Regions from separate parts of the Ovis aries genome. Here region 2 is linked to region 1. The links are chromatin contacts, called in public Hi-C maps. All regions are on one chromosome and are shown on one strand. The core of a region is the stretch at or near the end of the contact, and the rest is flanking DNA. Distances in the headings are between cores, read along the strand shown. Region 1 has its middle 100 kb from the start of RPS23. Region 2 overlaps VCAN (versican).

Region 1 (4,657 bases), core at 1,270-3,769:
TGCTCTAGAAATCTTTCAGCGCCAGTTCAGCTTTCATTGCCCAGAATGACAGCACTAGACGTTGTAGAAAGTAAAGCTTACGTGCACTGACTATAGAACTCAATCCAGGTATCAAAGTGTTTTGGTGAGATTTATTTCTCTGGTGAGAGTGTGATTCAGAAAACATTCCAATCCCAGTTAATATAATTTTTAAATTTATTTGTAGTTTGGAAGTGTAGGATTAAGTGGATTTTCTACTTTTATCAATGCTGAACTCCATGTTGACACTGGTGGTCCAGAAAGTGTAGTTTTGCTAAGCGCTTTTAAAAGTGAAGAAAATTTAGCTAAAATGTCAATTCTTTGTTCAAATCTGTTCAAAATTCGGTCTCTTGGAGGAATTTTCCATTTTCTGAAAAAAATCCCATTGAGACTGTTGGCACATATAAATATGGATTCACTAAATGTGGGTTTGCTCAAACATAAGATATGCCCAACTAACCTCATTTCCTTTTTTGATAGACTGGGGAGACTGGTAGGGAGGGGAAATGCCACAGACAAAATGTGTCTGGATTTCAGGAAGACCTTTGATAGAGTCTCTTATGATGTCCTTGTGGGAACGATGAAGATATATGAACTGGGCGACAGTTAAACTGAAAGAACTCATGGCCAGTGGATGGTGATATGCAGGGGGCATTTGGGAGGGAGGCTGCAGAGCTGTATTTGTGGACACCACCTTCTGATCATCTTGACGTGAGATTTGGCTGATATTAATAGAGAAGAAGCATTAAGAAATGAGAATAAGGAAGAATATAAAGTTTAAAGTAAAAGCTTCTTCATTTTGGTTAGACATGTGCTGTGCGCTTATGGGCTGGAGGTGGCCTCACTTTCTTGATGAGAAAGGCTGAGAATGCTTGCTGACTGTGGGCTCTGTCTGAATATCAATTGGATGTGGGCTGCTGTGAGAACCAAGGTCATCTTCTGCTGCCTTTTAGTTAAAAATATGGTCTTAACAAAGGAAGTAATAGTAACACTACATTTAGAGTGTTGTTCTGCACTAGCTGTTACATTTTTATTTTGTAGAGAGAGGTGATAGCAAGCTGGAGTGAACCCTAATAGTGAAAAGCCTAGAAACTAATTGTACTTGAAAAAGTTGAAGGACTTGGGGTTGGTGAGGTTGGAGCAAAGAAGGCTGGGAGATGGGACTGATGACCTGATACTTGGTTTCAAATATTTAAAGGCATGTCAAGCAGAACAGGGATTTACTTCCTAGGTAGTTCTGAAAGACAGAATAGGACCAAAGGGTACAAAACATGGGGCAACTGGATTTCTTTAAGCAATAAGGGCTGTCAGATAATAGAAGAATTTGCTCACTATTGGATAAATTTAAGAAGAGGGGACAGGATAGCTGTTTAGGAGAGTTGTGAAGACCATATGTCGGAATGGCAAAAAAGCGTGGCCTTGGGGCTTGGTGAATTTATTGATGTTTGAGTTCTAGTTTCACTAGTGGCTGTGTGAACCTGGATAATAACAGTTTCTTTCTCCTATGGTTGTTTTGAAGACTTAAATTAATCCCTGTGAAGTGCTTAGCACATTACCTGGCATCTAGCAAATACCTGACACATGACAGTTATTACTATTACTGGTCCTGGTGTGAGGGAATGTTGAAATAGATGGTCTCCTACGGTAAAGCATCTGCCTATAATATGGGAGACCTGGGTTCAATCCCTGGGTCGGGAAGATCTCCTGGAGAAGGAAATGGCAGCCCACTCCCGTATTTTTGCCTGGAAAATCCCATGGTTGGAGGAGCCTGGTGGGCTACAGTCCATGGGGTCGCAAAGAGTTGGACACAGCTGAGTGACTTCACTTTCACTTTCACATTTCCAAATCTAACATTTTATATTTTGGATCTATATAAGGTTTAAAAGGTCATAGTTCTAGAAAAACCTTTCATTGCCTTGGAGTCTCCCCTTACCCGTTGCTTCACTGGAATGTTCCTTTCAGCTTATTCAGGGGTGTATCCTGGAGCATAAGCATCAGTGTTCTTTTTCTCAAATATGCATCACTAAAAATGAAGTGGCAGTGACCTTGAGAAGATGAGTTCCAATCTGAAGACCTAAGGGTATGCTTTTGTTAATTTTCTTGGGAAATGGTGATCACATTATACAGTAAATTGGAGAAGGATATGCCTAAAGTAAAATTATGTTAGAGAATTTTATGCCTACCAATTTGTTATTGTTTCTATGCCTTGTATTAATATAATATGAGTTCAGTAAGTATTGAAATAATTGTGTAATTAAAAAGAATTACAGTCATTGTTAGAGAACAGAAGACAAATGCTGCAGAGGGATAACCATGTATTATGTATTTACCGAGCTTCCTGGTTGGACCCTTCCATAGTTTGCTGACAGAACACCGACACCACATTTGTTGGCGGGGAAAACCATTTCCAGGAGTCCAGCTTCTCTTTGTCCTTTTCCTCTGCAGCCACCTCTTGCCTCTAAATTGCCTGAACACGCAGCAGAAAGTCACCAGAGGGCATTCTCAGACCATATATTATCAAGGGACTCCAGCTGAGACGTACCAGGCAATTCTCGCTTAGGTCTCCTTTCAGATGAAGAGGCACTTTCAAATTCTCGCTTGGAGTCTGAAGGCTGCCTTGCTAAATAAACCAGCACTCCACCCTGGGGTATCTATCAGCAGGGATATTTTACTGAGTCACCACAGACTTCACATCTTTCTCTTCCTGCACTGATCCTAACCAAGGCTGTCTTCAAAATCTGGACAGTCCGTGTGGGCTAGCAGAGACATGACAAATTTGGTTCCAGCTTTGACTGAATTCTTGACCTTCAGCAAATGACTTTTATGCCTCAGTTCTTAGTTTTCTCATCTGTGAAACAGAAGACTAGAACGGATGCTTGAAGATCCCTCTGAATTCTGACAGTCAACAACTAAATTCCTTCCTTTCTCCTCCCTTCCTCCTTTCCTTACTGATTAAAGGAGAAACTGGGATTTATTGACAGTGTGTTGGGGCAAGTCTATTATGAGCTTGTAGTCCTGAAGAGACAGTTTCTAAAGGACTGGCAAAACACACTGGACATTCTAAAGTTGGAGGCTGGACATCCAAGTTCTGCATGTAGACCCCTGCTCCCCACCCCTTTGTTCAGGATTCCCAGATTGGGGCATGCATGTCTTCAGGGATAAAACAGCAAAGGGACCATTACAGTCCAGGGCCTTGGAGCACTGATTCTACTTAAGAACTCTGGGGAAAAAGAAGACGTGTTTTATGTTAAACACATATATTATGAAATATAGAGTAAATTCTTACATGTATTTTTATTGTGAAATAGAAGATTTCAAAAGTGTGAGGTTTGTAGTTGAATGCTTTGGCTTATACTTCTGGATTTCCTGGAATTAAATTATTTCTTCATTTCATTAGAAGTTTTTTTCAGAGGAAGAGTTTGGGAAAGCTTAACCCTTGGAGTATATTATGAAAGTACCTTAGGTTACCTTTCCTAGAAGCAGGTAGGCATTCTGCTACATGTAATTTACTAAGATCATGGTCTTTAAAGAAAAAAGCCTGCTAATAAAGTGAGAGAAACTGGATAGGAAAGAGGAAAGAGCTGAACAATGATGTGGTTTCAAGGATCATAATTGGATTTATGGAGGTGGGGAATAAACCACATCATTGAATTCACTGCCCTTGAGGCAAAGGGGCTGAGATTTTGTATCTCCATATCACTTAGTCATTGTCTGCAGGCTATCCTTGCATGAAGCCTGAGGGGTGACTCTCTTCTTTGGGAGTGGGAAGGACAGTTGGGGGCCATTCCTGAGAGAAAGGAACAGCTATGTGCAGCTGTCTCAGCCAGTGGTGTGTTGGAGTCCATATAGCTCATTAAAGCTGTGTGCATTGCTTCCCAACTCCCCGTTCAGTCACATCATCCTGCGAGTTTGGAATCAGCCATGATGAGAGCATTTGCATCATGAAAACCAACAGAAGCTACAAATCAAGAGCTCTTACACCCCCACCAAAAGCCCGTTGTTAAACATCTGCGGGCACACCCCTGGCCAACACTCACAACAAGGAAGAGATGGTACCCTGGCTGGGGAAGGGCATCTAGGTTACATAGTGGTTACAGAAGACCTGCCCACAAATGATTTCCCCTACTGGTCTGTCAGTTAGCTAGAAATTCTTTTAGGGTTTGCTTTTCCGAGCCTCTTTTAAAATGTGTACGGTACTTGGCAGGGGGAGGGGGCACAGAACTAATAATTCACAAAAGTCTGGTCAGAATAGCTGATTATGTTTTTTAAGTGCAAAAGAAGGGTAAAGTAGAGGTGAGGAAAGAGCATGTAAACTGAATTATGTGCACTAAAGGACAAGGAAGGACTCTGCTGTAATGCTTAGGGACAGAATTTAGAATAACTATGGTACTATAGTATTTTCTGGGAGATATTTTTCAGAGCAGAGCTTATTTAAAATACTGCACTTTCCTGAGATGATGGAGGGTGAAACTTATTATTATGGAAAATTTATTAGGAAAAATTTCAAGTATACAAAAGTAGACAAAATAGTGTAATAAACTCTCATATACTCAGATTCAACAATTATTAACTTATGGCCAATCTTGTTTAATCTATACCCCCATTCACTTTCCCCTGGGGGTATGGGATGTTTTGAAGA
Region 2 (4,657 bases), core at 1,274-3,773, 1.1 Mb after region 1:
AATTCTCATAGAATTCTCCCGAGGTCTGTATTGCTCCTTTCCGTCTTCTTTTTAGTCAGTTCCTGCAGCCGCTCAGAACTCCCCCCTCAACCCTGGGACTCAGATGCTTCAGTGGATCAGATGCGATTACTTCAAAGGAAAATGTCACCTTCGATGTCCAGAGGTTGAGGATTGAATAGAACTGACAATCCAGTTCCCTTCAAAAAGAAATGTTGAGGAGCTTTGGGAAAGTTTGATTTGTAAGGGAAAAACCCCTGGCTTTATACTTAAACATTAAAAAGAGCACCTTCTGCATCTCTTTTATGCTTTTCCCGTCATCTCTTTTTTGTCAGCCCTCAGTGTCTCTCTGTGAAGACCGCTAGCTTGTCAGCTTCCTAGGAAGTAGGCACAGCCTCCTTCCCACTCTCCAGTGTCGTGTTTGGAGACAACAGACTTCCTTTTCTCTGCACTTGTCTGGCTTTAGTCAGAAAGTTCTCAAACAAGTTAGTAATTCACAAATCTATAGATGTCTTATTTTCTAGCTCTAGCTAACTAATCTTGTGCCTTTATGTTATGAGATACGTTATGAAATACTTATTGATATCCTTTTTGTGCTTAAAAAAATGCTACGGGAATAATATTCTGGAAAATATCTGAATTTTGCAATTTTTTTTTTTTTTTTAAAAAAACATGGTCGAGCATTGGCAAACTGGCCCTCCTAGAATTGGGAATACTCACTTGCCCTCCTGGTCATGATGCAGAGTTGATGCAAAAAAAAAAAAAAAAGCCAAATTGGTTGTGGATTTGACTTTAACTCTAGAGTCCCCTTTTCTTCTTTCATGAATAAACACCTCAGTCTGTCATGCAAAGTATGGTGAGAAAAAAAAAAACCACAGCTTTTAAAAAGGTAGAAACAATAAAGAAATAGCCTTTAATCCAGGAAGAGACACTTAAAAGGGACAGAGAAAAAAAGTAACAAATTGCAGGCCATAAACCATTATTTTTTTTTCTGCAGGAATGTACCGTTATTACCCTTTTATAAACACAAAGGTTCGTATCCTCCTCCCCCTCCCAGATGTCTTGGACATTGAAAAGAGAATCAAGAGAATTAACTAACTGGGTCTTCCAAGTTTGTTTGTAAGTCTGTAGGTTTGAAGGGACTGAGAATGATTTGGCAGAAAACGATGCAAAACACAACCCCCAAGCCAAAACTTTCAGTTTTACTTTTTCTACCTGAAAATCTTAGAAGACTTCCTGTCAAGTATTTGCAGATGGATGTGTGTTGGCTGTGCTGTGGTTTCAGCTCCAAGTCAAATGCCACTTCCCTGTGAGCAAGTCACACTGCATATCAACAGTAATTTAATTATGTTAAATCTCACAGGCTTCATCACATTATCCTAAAAGCCAAGAAAAATGTATGTTGTTTCCTCTTCCTTTCACACATTGCCCATGAGTAGAAGAATTTTCAGTTTCTTATCCAAAAGACCACTGAACTCTCAGTGAAAATTTTTACTTGTGTTGCAGTTCAGTTTGATTTGAAACCAAGAATTGATTCTTCTGATTCTACCCGTGAGATAGATCGAGCAATATTGTAATTGTAGAAAACAAAACACTCATCTCCTCCTTTCCCTTCCTTGAGTACAGCTGGTTTGTTACAGGCAAACAGCTGGAAGAACCACATTTAACCTCCACCAGATCACTTCATAGTTGACACAATTCCTCTTAAAAAAAGAAGAACCGATCAATGCAGTAGTTCCTTCTCCCAGAGGCTTTTCCAACAGTGCTCTGTGAAACTTGAAAATCACACACGGTTATTTAAATTTAATTGCTAATTAGTTTAAGGCAATGCATAACCAAGGAAAAGGCCAAGAAAATGTTGAATGGATTTGGCAGTTTCACGTTGCATTTGGATCGTTAGCACTTCCTGACTGAAGACCTGTACAAACAAACTTGGGGCGAAGGAACCCACTGGCATCATTCATGGTGGGGATTAAACGCAAGTGGCTTGTGGGGCTGTGCCTGGGGCCCCATCTCCCAAGTGCTCTCACAGTGGGAGGAACTCACATCCTTTGGAAACTGCTGTTGATAATTACTACTTTGTAGGGCAGTGAGCTCACGCTATTACACAAGATTAGCGCTGTGCTCCAAAGCTGGCAGATCATCTCTCCCGCACAGAGACTTGCCAGCTAGGAAAATAGTGGGCATATTGCCACTTTAACAACTATCAGGAGACCCCAAGTTAGTTTTTTTTTCCCTTCGACGTATTCATGTTTGCAGGATCCGAATCCAGGCTGCCAGCCTAGGGCAGGGACACCAAAACAAACGTCTCTTTCTCCTTTAAAACAAAGCTGCTCTTTTCCTTTGGGTAGTTGGACTAAAAGACAACAGCAAAACCATAACCTCCTTTAAAACATAAATAAACAAGGACCTAGACCAGAGTAACCTGAAGCAAGTACCAGGATCAGAAGAGGGTATATCTCTACCTCGAAGTGAGGTCATGTGCCCCGACAATTTAAATAAAACAAAATTAAATACAACCGCCCCCCTTTCCCCCATGGCGCAGACTGAAAACAAATGCCTATTGTGACCAGAGCCATCTAGGGGAAAAAGGCATTTTAAAGTTACCAAATGTTTTGATTTCTCTAATAAGTAGTCCTCCTAAGCTCCTGGCAGATAACCATTTGACCTGTGTTCTGAAAGGTGGAGAGTTGGGGGCGGAGGAAAACCCAGAGTGGTTTATCTGAGTCCTTCATTTAGAGCAAAGGTGGTTTCTTATCAGCATATGTTTCAAAAGGGTAAGCAGTCCTCTAGGGTGGGTGTTTTCTCTTTGGAGTTTGCTTTTATCCTTGTATCCTTGGGCGGTTATCTGCTTACCCCTGGCATCCTGGCATCATCTGCATTTGGCCATGGGAAGAGCAGCAGTGGCCCTACCGGTTCCAGGTGATAAAAGGAGTGTGGACACAGAGAAGTCAGCTTTTAGTACAAGGGTCATGTTTTTATAACTCATCTACATAAGTTTTTAGTTAAAAACAAACTAAATCACACGAAGACATTAACTTGTGTGCATATTGTTGTTCAACAGCTAAGTTGTATCCCTGCTCCATGGACTACAGCAGGCCAAGCTTCCCTGTCCTTCACTATCTCTTGGAGCCTACTCAAGCCCGTGTCCATTGAGCTGGTGGTGCCATCCAACCATCTCATCCTCTGTCTCCCTTTTCTCCTCTTGCCCTCATTCTTTCCCAGCACGTGGTCTTTTCCAGTGAGTCGGCTTTTCACATCAGGTGGCCACAGTATTAGAGCTTCAGCATCATTCCCTCCAATGAATATTCAGGACTGATTTCCTTTAGGATTGACTGGTTTGGTCTTGCAGTCCAAGGGACTCTCAAGAGTCTTCTCTAGCACTACATCGAAAGCATCAGTTCTTCAGTGTTCAGCATTCTTTATGGTCCAACTCTCACGTCCATATGTGACTGCTGGAAAAACCATAGCTTTGACTGTCCAGACCTTTGTTGACAAAGTGATGTCTCCGATCTTTAATACTCTGTGTAGGTTTGTCATAGCTTTTCTTCCAAGGGGCAAATTGTCTTTTAATTTTGTGGCTGTAGTCATGGTCTGCAGTGATTTTGGAGCCCAAGAAAATAAAATCTGTCACCATTTCTACTTTTTCTTCATCTGTTTCCCATGAAGTGATGGAACTAGATGCCATGATCTTAGTTTTTTGAATACTGAGTTTTAAGCCAACCTTTTCACTCTCTATAGGTGCTTATTTTTGATCTACCCTGTCCTAAGGATTTTAGGTGGCTATTATAGATTTGGCTTGTTTCTGATGCAGTTTCACCATTGATGTAAGTCATCTGATAATTTTAAAAGGCCAACTAGTAAAAATAAACTATTGTAGTTGAATGTTTTTGTCAAGTAGAAAGTTTAGATTATAGCTACATTGGCCTGTAGCCAAATAGAATGTAATGGGATTGGTACTTACTGTTTAGTTGAGGTCTATTTTTTAGAAAAGTGTTCTCTTCTTACTTTTCCTCACAAAACTGAAAAGACATAACACAGATAATTTTAATCTTTTTTTTTTCCCCATAGTTTTGGGGGGGATTCTACATTGTTTTATCTGTGACTTAGTTGGTAATTCAAAATATAATGATGGATGGATATCACCACCTAGTGGCCAGATAGTATTTTGCATTTCAAAACTTACATATTTCCAGAACAGCACTTAGGTTCCGGCAGGAGAAATATTCTCTGTGAGTTAAGTCCCTATAGCTTTAGGTTTTAAAATTCTAGTATGAATTGCATTATATTGTGAACTTGAAAGTTACATGTGATATGAGATGATTTTTCAAATACAATTGAAGCTAACACATGAAGTCACATGCTTAGTGAAATCCTAGCAACTGAGGCAAATATTAGGACCAGTCTTTCCCGTATCTTCACTTTATACACAGTAATAACAGCGGAAAGTTTTCCTTGGCTGGTTCCCTTGGCGTATGAACCTAGAGGATATTTTTGGTTTTCTTATGAAAATTTTTTTACAGTGAATTAAATCAGCAGTGTTTGGGGAAAGGGAGACTAGGTAGAAAGTAGAAACTGGATTGTTCATGGGGAAAAAAAAAAACCCACTCCAAATTATAACTTGAAGCCTTAATAAATTCTCCCAACAATTACAATAATA

The links. Hi-C and Micro-C count contacts between places; a contact is called where the count stands out from the background.
Region 2: a contact with region 1 is called in a Hi-C map of hypothalamus, with 9 times the contacts expected there. The contact joins two enhancer-like sites. A contact is called at or near these places in 6 of 16 Hi-C or Micro-C datasets (hypothalamus, liver, omental adipose tissue and 2 more).

What each region holds. Positions count from the first base shown.
Region 1 is chr5:79,877,267-79,881,923 of ARS-UI_Ramb_v3.0, forward strand. No RefSeq gene overlaps it. Among named protein-coding and RNA genes, the nearest start is that of RPS23, 100 kb to the left of the region's middle. Within about 2 kb of position 2,520, at least 11 of the 54 cell types and tissues checked have an H3K27ac peak or open chromatin away from gene starts, as enhancers often do. A contact at or near this core is called in hypothalamus, where this site is marked.
Region 2 is chr5:80,999,943-81,004,599 of ARS-UI_Ramb_v3.0, forward strand. All of the region lies in intron 10 of VCAN (versican), which reads left to right. Among named protein-coding and RNA genes, the nearest start is that of TRNAS-GCU, 71 kb to the right of the region's middle. Within about 2 kb of position 2,524, at least 13 of the 54 cell types and tissues checked have an H3K27ac peak or open chromatin away from gene starts, as enhancers often do. A contact at or near this core is called in hypothalamus, where this site is marked.